Linked DNA regions of Mus musculus: region 1 is linked to region 2. The links are chromatin contacts, called in public Hi-C maps. All regions are on one chromosome and are shown on one strand. The core of a region is the stretch at or near the end of the contact, and the rest is flanking DNA. Distances in the headings are between cores, read along the strand shown.

The links. Hi-C and Micro-C count contacts between places; a contact is called where the count stands out from the background.
Region 1: a Hi-C map of cerebral cortex shows a contact between it and region 2, with 2.5 times the contacts expected there. The contact joins two enhancer-like sites. A contact is called at or near these places in 6 of 484 Hi-C or Micro-C datasets (adipose-derived mesenchymal stem cells, brown adipocytes, cerebellar granule neurons and 3 more).

Annotation. Positions count from the first base shown.
Region 1 is chr2:145,514,660-145,519,988 of GRCm38.p6, forward strand. Slc24a3 (solute carrier family 24 (sodium/potassium/calcium exchanger), member 3) reads left to right here. Exons shown (of 17, transcript NM_001356497.1): 5 at 3,743-3,827; 6 at 4,185-4,288. Among named protein-coding and RNA genes, the nearest start is that of Gm14092, 38 kb to the right of the region's middle. Within about 2 kb of position 2,907, at least 60 of the 459 cell types and tissues checked have an H3K27ac peak or open chromatin away from gene starts, as enhancers often do. A contact at or near this core is called in cerebral cortex, where this site is marked.
Region 2 is chr2:145,381,643-145,387,403 of GRCm38.p6, forward strand. All of the region lies in intron 2 of Slc24a3 (solute carrier family 24 (sodium/potassium/calcium exchanger), member 3), which reads left to right. Among named protein-coding and RNA genes, the nearest start is that of Gm52528, 23 kb to the left of the region's middle. Within about 2 kb of position 1,964, at least 28 of the 459 cell types and tissues checked have an H3K27ac peak or open chromatin away from gene starts, as enhancers often do. A contact at or near this core is called in cerebral cortex, where this site is marked.

The DNA of each region.
Region 1 (5,329 bases), core at 1,657-4,156, 130 kb after region 2:
TGTCAGTGACTGAAGAGCACACACAGGGCCCACTGACCAACAGTTGGTACTTCACACTTACACAAAGCAAAATGGCTCTACCTTTCCCCAGAAAAGTTTCTTTTGTTGTCAATAACAAAGGTAGTTATTGCACCCCAGAAATATTAAATACAGCCATCAACTTGTACCCTCCAATAAGGAAACACATAGAATTTTTGAGGACACACACATCCTTCTAGAGAGAAAAAAAACAAAGTAGCTGGCAGGACAGAAGAGAGTAGAGTGAGACTTTACAAAAAGCTAGGAAGGAAAGAAAACGTTTGATGGGATAAAGATACTGTTTTGACTGGGCCCTGGGTTACAGGAAGCTGGCTGTGTAGCTAAGTCAGTATGGGTTAAATGTGCCTATTCTCTCTTTAACCACGTCTAGGATTCTACCAGGTAACCACAGTTAGCTTCCCTCTAGAAATCAAGAGACAAAAATGCAGGGACTCAGAGCATCCCACCAGTGGCCACACAGATATTTAGGAATGGAGTCCAGGTCAGTCTGAGCTTACCACTGGGTCGTCTTCTTACCTGTTGCAACTCTGCAACCACTTACAACAGGTTTTTGTCAAAACTGGCTCTGCCTCTGGGGTACACAGCTATCCAGGGAGAAGGAATGCAGATGAAGGGCCTCCCTTCCAAGAATGCTCCCTGTTCCCATCCCAGTCCAGTTTTAGGAGCAAAGTAGTTGACAAGAAATCATGCCATGCCCCATGCCTATCTCTGAGTGCAGCTCCATGTACTTAAAGCCATCCTAGTTGCTGGACTCATGGCATGCCTGGAGCAAAGTTTGTATCTCCTTTGAGAGCTGTGTTTGTCTTCTGAGAGCCTGTGGCCAACTCTGAAGTTCCATTCTTTCACAGGATGGAGGGTGGTGGTGATACAGGACCACCCTCTTGCAGCTTAGCAGGATTTCCTAGCCTGGGACTCTATACCATCTTTTCTTTCCCTAATCCCTTTACAGAGAGGTGATAGTGTATGCTCAGAGCTTGCTCTCAGATTAACTTGGGCTAAACGGAGATGTTCAAGGAGATGCTGTTTAGACTTTGGTGAAAAATGATTCTAGAAAGAAATCCACATTGTGCAATAAGTCATAGCTTGGAGGGGGATCAAGTTCAAACCAGGAAAAAAACGTTAAGCAGAAAAGAGAAAGGAGCCAATATGGCAGCAACAGGCCAGGTGAGTCACTAAATTTTAGACAGTCATGAGGTTGCATGAGGGAACCCACAAAGGTGTTAGAGTCCTTTGTCAACAGTAAATAGACAGACTCAGACTCTGCTACACTAAAGCAAAGACAGAAAGATGTTTCAGAAAGAGCCAACAAGTGAAGACTCAGCAAGGGGAGGACCGTGGCGGCGTTCTTGGTCATGAGATAGCAGCCTGAGGTTGGTCAGAAGGTTTTGCTTGCACAAGGATATCAGATGTCAAGAGTAGGACACCCAGGAAGCCATGAAAGCAGTAATGGGGCCTCCTGGGCTGTGGGGGAGAGAGACTGCCCACTCTAAGTACTGTAAACACTGAGCTAGGCTCTTCCTCAGCTAAGCTGCTTGCCAAAGGCTGGGAAGGAAACTAGGGAGTGCACAGCCCGGCTCTGGCCATTTGTGGGCTTAGAAACCACTGAGTAACCCACAACATTCCACCTTCTCCATATAGGTTCCACAGCCAGGCATTCAACCTTGGATCAAACCGATCCAACTCTTTCTATTGTGGTTGTTTTGGGTTTGGGGGTGGAGGGTTGTTTGTTTAGTTGGTTGGTTGGTTGGTTTGGTTTGGTTTTTCAAAACAGGGTCTCTGTGTGCAGCCCTGGCTGTCCTGGAATTCACTGTATAGATCAAGCTGGCCTTGAATTCACAGATCTGCCTGTCTCTGAATGAGTGCTGGGATTAAAAGCATGCACCACTATGCTTAGGAGATCCAACTTTTTTTTTTTTTAATTTGGATCAGTATGGAGCAGATACAGAGAGTCTTCCTTATTGGTATGCCCTGGACAATACAGGTTTTTACATGGCATTTACATTGTGTTAGGGATTGTTAGCAATCTAGAGATGATTGACAGAACATGGGAAAATGTATCTGTTATATGCAAACACTGCAGTATTTTATATGAAATTTGAACACTGCTTGGGTTTGAGTATGACTAACCCCACTGATCTCAAAGGCTGACTGCATTCATAGACAGTTGGATGAAGCCAGTGGGGACTTGGTGCAGAGAAAAGGAATCAAGTGATAGATTCCGCCCTGGTACCCATGCAGGGCTGTGTGGAGGGATGGACCAAAGGGGCCTGAAGGAAAGGGCTCATTTAGGAACAAGCAGAGAATACCTGAGCCACTGGATCTAAATGAGAATGACAGGACCTGTTGTTCCTGGGGAGCCCAGGGTGTCCAGCTGTGGTGAATTATTCTCCGCTCTGGATGAAGCTTAGGAAAATTCTCCCTGGCCCTCATCATAGCCGCTAGCAGTGCAGAAGCAAGAGGACCTCGTGACTAGTGATTCTAAGAGGCCAGTGCAGTATTGCCAGGCTGGAGTGTATTAGGCATAAAGGAGGGTGGAAAGGAAGGAGATGTGGAAGCAAGAGTGAAACTGGACATATGGCCAAGCCTCATAAGCAACCATTACTACCAGTCCATAGATCTTGGAAGGGAAGCACAGCAACTCAAGGCGATTCCGGGAGCTCATTTTTGGCTTGCTGTCTTCCCGCCATCCCCATCTATTGAGATTCCAGTGCTGGGGCTTCCGCACCAGCCAAGGTTTTTAGTGCTGAGGTACCATCTCAGGGTCTCCTCAGTACCCCATGAGAACCTCAACGGTGAGCATGCCTCTATCTGTAGCACCTCCAAGGCCACACTGCCTCTGTGTGGCCAAGCATGGAAGTGCAGCCACTGGTGCTGCTGAGAAAGAAAGAAAGAAGGCTGGCAGTGGAAACTGGAAGTCTCTGCCCTGATGCCCGAAGGGAACTGGCTGCTTCCCAACCGCTGGCAGCTTACTTTCTGGGCCACGGTGGAATTCCGGAAAGCTAAACACACCAACCAGCCTCTCGTGTACATTCATCTTGTGTTCTTGAAAACCACCTTCCCGTTTAACCAACAGGGTGACTTGAGATTTGGGGGAAATGGGCTGCATTATTTTCTAGTCTGTCTCAAGTCTTCTCTCATGACGTGCTACCCAGAGTTTGAAGGTCGAGGGTTTGGAGTGTGCTTCAGGACAGTGACTACTCCCTGGATCTACTAACCTCTCGCAAATTGGCGGCTATGAGATTGAAGTTATTCAAAAGCACTATAACAGCCATGGTGTTTGCACACAACTCTAGATCACACACATCTCTTCTAAAATCAGTGTCTGCAGACACCAAGGGAGCTGACCACAGCTGCCATTAGAAAGAAAATGGCTGTCCGCCGCTGTCCAGGATGTTTTTGACTCGCTACTCCACCCTCCTGGTTATCAACTAGACATCCTCTTGATAGATTTGGGTTACAGACTCCTAAATCTTCTGTAAGGACATTGGCTAATGAGAGTCATGTAGTCCCTGCTGATCTTGCAAGTGAGGATGCTGAGCAGAGAGCAGGAGCAGCCAGGCTCTGAGTGGAGGGATAGTGAGAGGGACTGAACCCAGCCCCTGGGTCCTTCTGAAGTCCCCGTGCTTAGGACCTCAGGAGCCACAGGCATGTGTTTCCCAAGGAAAGATCCCATCTCACCTGTCTTGTCTTTGCTCCCATGCAGCGCCTCCACCTCAGTGAAGATGTGGCAGGAGCCACATTCATGGCAGCAGGCAGCTCGGCCCCAGAGCTGTTCACGTCGGTCATAGGTAGGTGATGCTAAGAGAATGTCTCAGCCCTTACCTATATAAGAAAAAGGGGTTCTAGGGAAGAAGGTCCTCAAATTTGAGTTGTCTCCCACTTATAAAAAATTAACTTCATAGATCCCAAGCAGAACCTTCCACTCTGCTGTGGCCATTCACTGGTTTAACTGTGTGCGAACTTTTCCTAGACCCAGGGACGTTGCTACTAAGGAAAAGTCTAACCTCTGGGTTCAAAAACTCCCTCCAAAACTTGCCTATTTCCTCTGGATCCTCAGTATAGTCTAGAACTAGGAGATGTCCTTCGAATGTCCTTGGGATGCAGCTGGACCACTACAGCCAGATTGGTGTTGGTTTGTGTTTCAGGAGTCTTCATCACAAAGGGTGATGTGGGAGTTGGCACCATCGTGGGCTCTGCCGTGTTCAACATCCTGTGCATCATTGGCGTCTGCGGGCTCTTTGCAGGGCAGGTAGGACTGGCAACTCCTTTGCGATGGTTCTACTTGATATCGAGAAGATGGAAGTATGGAGCCGAGGCAGGGACCATCATGTTGGAATTCACCCACACTGGCGCCTTGGGCAGTGTGATTGGAGGTCTCCATCCTGAAGCCACTGTTACTTGGTTTCCAGGTTGATGGATTATTGAACCCCAGTTCCACATAGGAAATTAGCAAGCCTAACAATGTTAACTGTGAGCTTGAAAGTGCTCCCCCACACACCTCCTTTTGAGAGCTACTGATCCACACTAGAATGTGCGGTGCCTCAGAGGAAATGAGATAAATGAGAAAGGCAGAAAAGAAAAGAAGAAAAAAAAATTTTCTACTTAAAGAATTCATCGTTGTCACAGTTCAGGGTGTTGCCTTTCTTCCTGCAGGCTAGAGCTTTTGTAGTCTAGAGGAGCCTTGAATACCCAAGTCAACCTCAGGAGTCCATTCTAATGCCAGGGAGCATCCTGGCAGAGCCACTGTCCTTTCTGAATGCTGTTATCTCTCTAATAGTCTCAGGGATTTGTTCAGAAGTCGCCAGAGTGTGAGACTATTGGGCAGCCAAGGTTAGAGCCTGAAGCCAAGGTTAGAGTGGGACATACAGCTTCCCTGTGGCTCTCAGAGCCTAGTTTCCTCAGAGAAGTAGTCACTAGATATGAGATCCTCAGTTCTCTGACAAAACACCCAAGACTCAGTATCTTCTAGAAAAACCTATTTCTACTATTCTAGCTGTGACTCTATTTAAAATACTGAGGGAGCCGAAATCCGCTTCACCTGATCAGGAACCTCAGTGTGGTCTGTTTTGTGCCCTGGGGAAAGTGTCTGCTTGGTGTAAAGTCCAATCCTGGTGAGCTTTTCTCTCAAGTGTGTCAGGCCTGTGTGTCTCTCAGAAGCTGCTGGGCATGCCATGAGGTCAGTCTCTTGAATGTATACTCAAGAGTTCCCATAAAATTCATTGCTGGTCTCCATGGCCCATTGTAACTGTCCCCATTCACATGCCGACTGATCTACCCTCTCTGCCTGCTG
Region 2 (5,761 bases), core at 714-3,213:
GACTCAATGGGAGTTTATTTATTTATTTTTGGTTAGGTCCTATTAGGATCTGTTAATTGCTTACAGCAATTCTCGGGTGAACAAATGGACAGGAGGAAAGCCTTTGCCAAAAGACCTTTGCATGAGCTCACACTGTCTGCTGTAAGCTGCAGCCCACATCTGTCATTTGCCCATGCTACCTCTGCTGAGTCTGGTGGTTCCCTATGGTTCCCAGCATCTCCTAAATGATTAGCATCAAGTCTCTAAAACCATCAAAACCCACCTTAGGGACACCATAAACCTAGAAGGAAGGACAAACAAAAAGTGTCTTGTTGATCCATGCTAATCATAAGTGATTTAATAGATTTTAGTAGTTTACTAACAGAGAAGTCTACTTATCACTCTTGCAAATTTCCACAACTCCACAGTATTCAGCAAGCGCCTATCCACACAGTGAGTATTCAGCAAGCGCCTATCCACACAGTGACTCAGAAGCCTGAGGGCCTTATACCTTCAGCTTGCCATTTGCTGGCTCCTCAGGAATTCCCTTATGCTTAACAGGTAGGGAAAGAGAGAAAATGGGGGATCGGGTGACAAGGGAAATTAGACCAAGAAAGCATGCATATAATTTCTGTCCCTGAATCACTGGCCAAAACTGAACTACCACACTAAACACCATGAGCTTAGTGACTTCAATATCTAGTATGTAGATTTTGCTGAAATCACGGCTAATTAACTCTGACTTAACTGTTTGAGAGCTGAAATAGGGTCACAAAACGTTGACATCCTGAAATGAGCTATGTCTTAAAAAGGTGAGATTTGGTGGCAATGAATATAAACCCGTGACCTTAGGTGAGGGGGAGCCTTTTTCAGGTGCATGGGATGAAGAGATGTCTTAAGAGCCCTGTGATTTGGGGTTTCCTTAGGTAGTGTGCTTATGGGCTCTCATATCAGCATAGTTTGCTAATCCTGAGGCAATAGTGAGTTCGACTAGGCCTCACCCACCACTCAGGAGTTCTGAGCTTGTGTACAGGTCACCAATGACTGACTCAAATGTGAACCTTACCATATAGCAGTATAACATTCAAAAGTCGGTTGCCTCTTTCCACAGGGAGGCACTACTTGTATCAGTCTTCCCAGGAAGCTGCCAAGGAATTAATGAGATAATCTCTGTGTGTTAGTCAGCTTTGCACTGCTATAACAGAATACCACAGACCAGAGCATCTATTAAAAAAATAGAACTGTACTCCCTCACAGTTCTAGCAACTGGGAAATCCAAGATCAAGAGGCTGGCCAAGGGCAAGGGCCTTCTGCTGCATCTTCCATGACTGAAAAGAGCAAGAGAGGATGAGAGGATGATGAGGTAGGAAAGAAAGCAGACAGAGGGAAGGGAGAGAGAGGAGGGAGGAAGTGAAGCTTTCTGAAGAGAAACGCCTCCTAACACTGTTATAGTGGGATTGAGTCTCCAGTATGTTTCTTAAGGATCCACTCAAAACATAACATTGTGCAAACCAGCTTAGCCCAGTCCTGGCTCCTAGTCAGGATTGTTAATATTTTAGAGAGTTCAGGCGTTGGAGCCATTTTCTTCTTTTCTCCTCATAAAAGAAATGCACACTTCCTGGAAGGGGGCGTATAGTCAAATAGCAGTTCCTCAGTGCCTCCTGGGGTGCACCTCGGAGTTAAATACATTGTAAGGACCCTGTCTGTTTTGTTCAGGAGTCCCTGAAAACAGCTTCAGAGATCAGATCGGGACTTAAGTAGTTTATCAGGTGACTGATGACCAGAAAGAAAGGAACAGGCAGCAGAGGGGCTTAGACAGAGAGAAGCTCCAACCAAGGCTGCCATATTGAACAAGTTATTGCTTGGAGCAGATGGGACTCTGGCTAGCACTGGGCAGAATGCCCTGCTTAGTCCTGTCTCTACCACCCACCCCCACTCCCACCCCCGCTGCTGCCTGGCTGAAAACCAACTCCTTGCGATTTAAGGACTAAGCAGCTTTGCTAGGAGAGAATGGGCTGAAAGCCACGGCCGGTGCTGGCAGGGAGACTCCGCTCTGGACTATGAGAAATATTCCTCTAGTTACAGTCGGACAGGTGTTCCGGGTGTGCAGCCGCACAGGGTGAACCAGCCTGACACACCTTTTCATGAAAATCAGTCTGATAGAATTCTCGGTGTGAGCCATGTGCTGGGAATGCTGAAGTTTCTTGGCCCAGACCCATACCCTTTGCACTGAAGTCGCCACTTTTGCAGTCATTAAGTGTGAACATTCAACGAGTCCATAAAGAAAATGACAGACAAAATGACAAAATTTCGTTATGGACAGTCATATCTGTCAATCGTTCACTGGACCATACACTGGACATTTGGGGCAAAAAGAAGGAACACTTCCTGCTGTAGATTCTCTGATGTGACACCACACATGCCACTCTACTAGCTGAAGGTCCAATCCCTGGCCAAACAGTGGCTACTCATTAGGCATCCCAGGTGCCCTCTAACTTGAAACCTTTGGGAAAGGTGCATCAGGTAGAAAATAAAAAAAAATATCATTTAAAAAAATGGCAGCTGTAATTTATACAACTATTGTTCGATGAGAGTTCCCAACTTTTTCCCAAGGAACAAAGCAATGGGCTTCAAATTACGGTCTTTGGGGAGAAAGGCAGAGAGTGTATTATTTGAGAAGATCATCTTGAGAGGCCATTGTTGATATGAGGTGAGAGCATCATGTCTCAAAGAGCATGGGTCTGACCATATCACATCCTTCCCTTCTGCCCACAAGAAGTTATATGAGGATACTGAAGAGGCCTGGATGGTGATCCCTTCCACCTACCAGACCAGGACTTCCTTCCACCATTCCAGCTTGGCTGATTGGCAACACCCAGGCTCAAGACTGCTTTTCACATAGGATGGGATGTTCTCTGGCCTGTTACACATTCTGCCTATCCTGCCCCTTCAGCAACGTGATTCCCATTCTTGCCCTCTCTTTCCTATCCTGATCATGATATTATGTGGTATGTTCTATAAGAAAGAGAAGCTGGCAGAGGGAACAGAAAAAGGAGTCTCTCCCCACTTGAGACATTCTTCAGCACACAGTTGTAATTCTTTAACCTATGGTAAATTCCCAAGGACTGACCACTTTCACTAGACTTTGCTGTTCTATAGAGTGCTTAGGTGCAGACCTAAAGAAAGCAAGTGTCCTTATGGTCCTCACAGCCTCATGAGCAATGGCTTAATAATAAAGCAATGGTGTCTTGTTTCAAACTCTTTAAAAGATGCCCATTGGAGGGACTCCCTTGAGGTTCTACTAGCATTTCATGTTTTACCCCAGTGGTGAATAGGTGAGTACGTTTAGTTAGATAAAAGCAATCAAGCCTAAGACTTATGACTTAGGCCTTCTCTGGTATACATGCTATATTTTAAAGGTGTTTCCTAAAACCTTAAATGAAATACATATGATCTGCCCCCCACCCAATGTTTCTTGACAAGCAGAGATTATGGTAGGATCCCAGCACTGAGTCACCTCTTAGGCTAGGGACCTTGCTCATCGCACATCCTACATAACCATAAATGGCCATCCTCACCTTACCCAACAGTGGGGGAGATGGGCTTTCTGCCTCATGCTTGGCACCTACAAGCAGAGCCAGCTCTTTATTTCTATTGCTAGTTATGGCTCTGCTGTGTAACACAGTGAAGAGGTGGCTGGAGCAAATCAACTGCAGCTGAAGCTGGAAAGCTCAGGTACTTGAACTTAATCTGCTGCTCTTTGCCACAACAAAGAACAGTTTGGTAGCAGCTCCCTGTGGCAGAGACAATTTGGTGTTGGCTATAAATACATGTAGGTGTGGAGTGTCTCAAGGTCATCAGCGAGATGACTTTTGAGCGGCTAATAAATGACAATCCCTCAGCCACTAGTTTTGTAGCTTCTATCTCTCTATAATGGTATTTTCTTCCTTCTCTCCAGCACAGCTGTCTTGGGAGTGGACAACACGATTCTTGTCACACAACTGGCATTGGTTCCTAGACTGTGAAAAAGCAATCAAATTTGTTTCTGTTTTATCTCACAGTAGTACTTGAATGGGCTTCCTACCCCAAATGAGTGAAAGGTGGATGTGTTTCTTTGCAGTCTTCCTCTTTCCTTGCTTGTTTTTCTAGCCTGTCTCAAGCTGTCCACATATTGTAAGACAAGATTCTCTCTGTGGCTCTTTTGAGATGTCCAAGGCCATAGCTCATTATAGCACAGGAACTTAAGTAAAAAAAAAAAAAAAAAAAAAAAAAAAAAAAAAAAAAACAGCCCCACTCCTGGGAAGCATTGTGTGTGAGAGATAAGATGCCCAGGGCTTATCCTGGATATACGCTGGGGCTGCTACAGCCACAGACTCACATCTGAACAGCCCTAGGGAAGAGATGGCATGCTTTGTACAGAGAAGAGTTAAAATTTCCCTGGGGATGGGAGACATTTATCAAAGGTTCACATTGAAACCTGCTTTCTTGCTATCAGCTTCTAGAAGTATTTCTGTCCCAATTGTCACACTTCATCATTGGCAAAATTTTAAAAATGGAAAGAAGGTAGCAAATGTGAGAATATGTGCAGGTGCATGTGTGCGTGCATACACACACAGGTGTGTGTGTGTGAGAGGGGGGAGGGGAGGGGAAAGGGAGAGAAAGAAATGGGAGGGGAATGGATACTATTGAGAGGGAAGCAATATTCTGATTTCCTTGGGGATAGCTGAGAGGCTAAACAGAGCTAAGAAACAGGCAAAAGAAACCAGATACCCTTCTGGTGAGGGGCCTCTGGGTCACTGTATGTTTTGACTTTTCACAAAGCATTATCTAAGGAAAGATTTGCTTTCCCACACACTTCTTCTGGCCATTGAGAGAAGAAACTATTGATGGACACAAAGAACATCGAGTTAGCCACTGGAGTCCTTTGGAAATCTCATCAAGTTCTGGAGACCCTTGACTTCTGATTCTGAATGAAAAGCTGCCAAGTACTCAAAAAGACTATGTCCTGTGGACAGAAGTAGTGCATGCTCAGCAAGTTTGCTTTAGTATTCCCAGGCTCCCTGGTGCGCTGGCTTGCTGTGTTCCGGTGTGTGCTTCCCTGCTTCATATACCTGACGCCTGTCAAGTTACCTCTCTTTCCCCAGGCCACTTGCAGTGTCTGCCCACCAATAAAGTAAGGGGGAACATGCACATAAAAACACCAGGAGAGAGCCAAGAGAGAACCCAAGCTACCCTGTGTGGCTTTAAACATATTTCTCTACCTACCTCTCCTTTCTGAAGTATTTTATTTGAACTACATATCACTCAGCTCACGGACAAAAGCCATTTTTGCATTTTACAAACTTCTATCTCCAACTATCTCCAATTTATTTTAGGTGATTGTTACCAGATTTTAGTGAGTTACCCTTAAAGCTACCAGACCACCATAGAATTAGCATATGTGCCACTTCAGGTCAGGAGGCAGAGATGCTTGGGTTGAGATGCATCCTCAAAGCAAGTAGTTTAGAGGCAAGCCTGGTGTGTTTGAATAGATGCAGCCTGTTGTTGACAGGAGGGGCTACACAGATGGTCCTGTTCACCTCTCACCCATCTGTGGAGTTCCCTGTCATCAAGCTATCAAAAAGGAACTCATATCCTTATATTTTTCCAGTGTATAAACTTGATCCATATAGAAGTTTCATTAAGGGCATCAATGGTGATAATTCCTTGTTTTAAGTGGTTTGCAAGTGGGTAACTCAGGACAATGAGATAGATAGCTCAGCTCTTGATTTCAACATAGCAT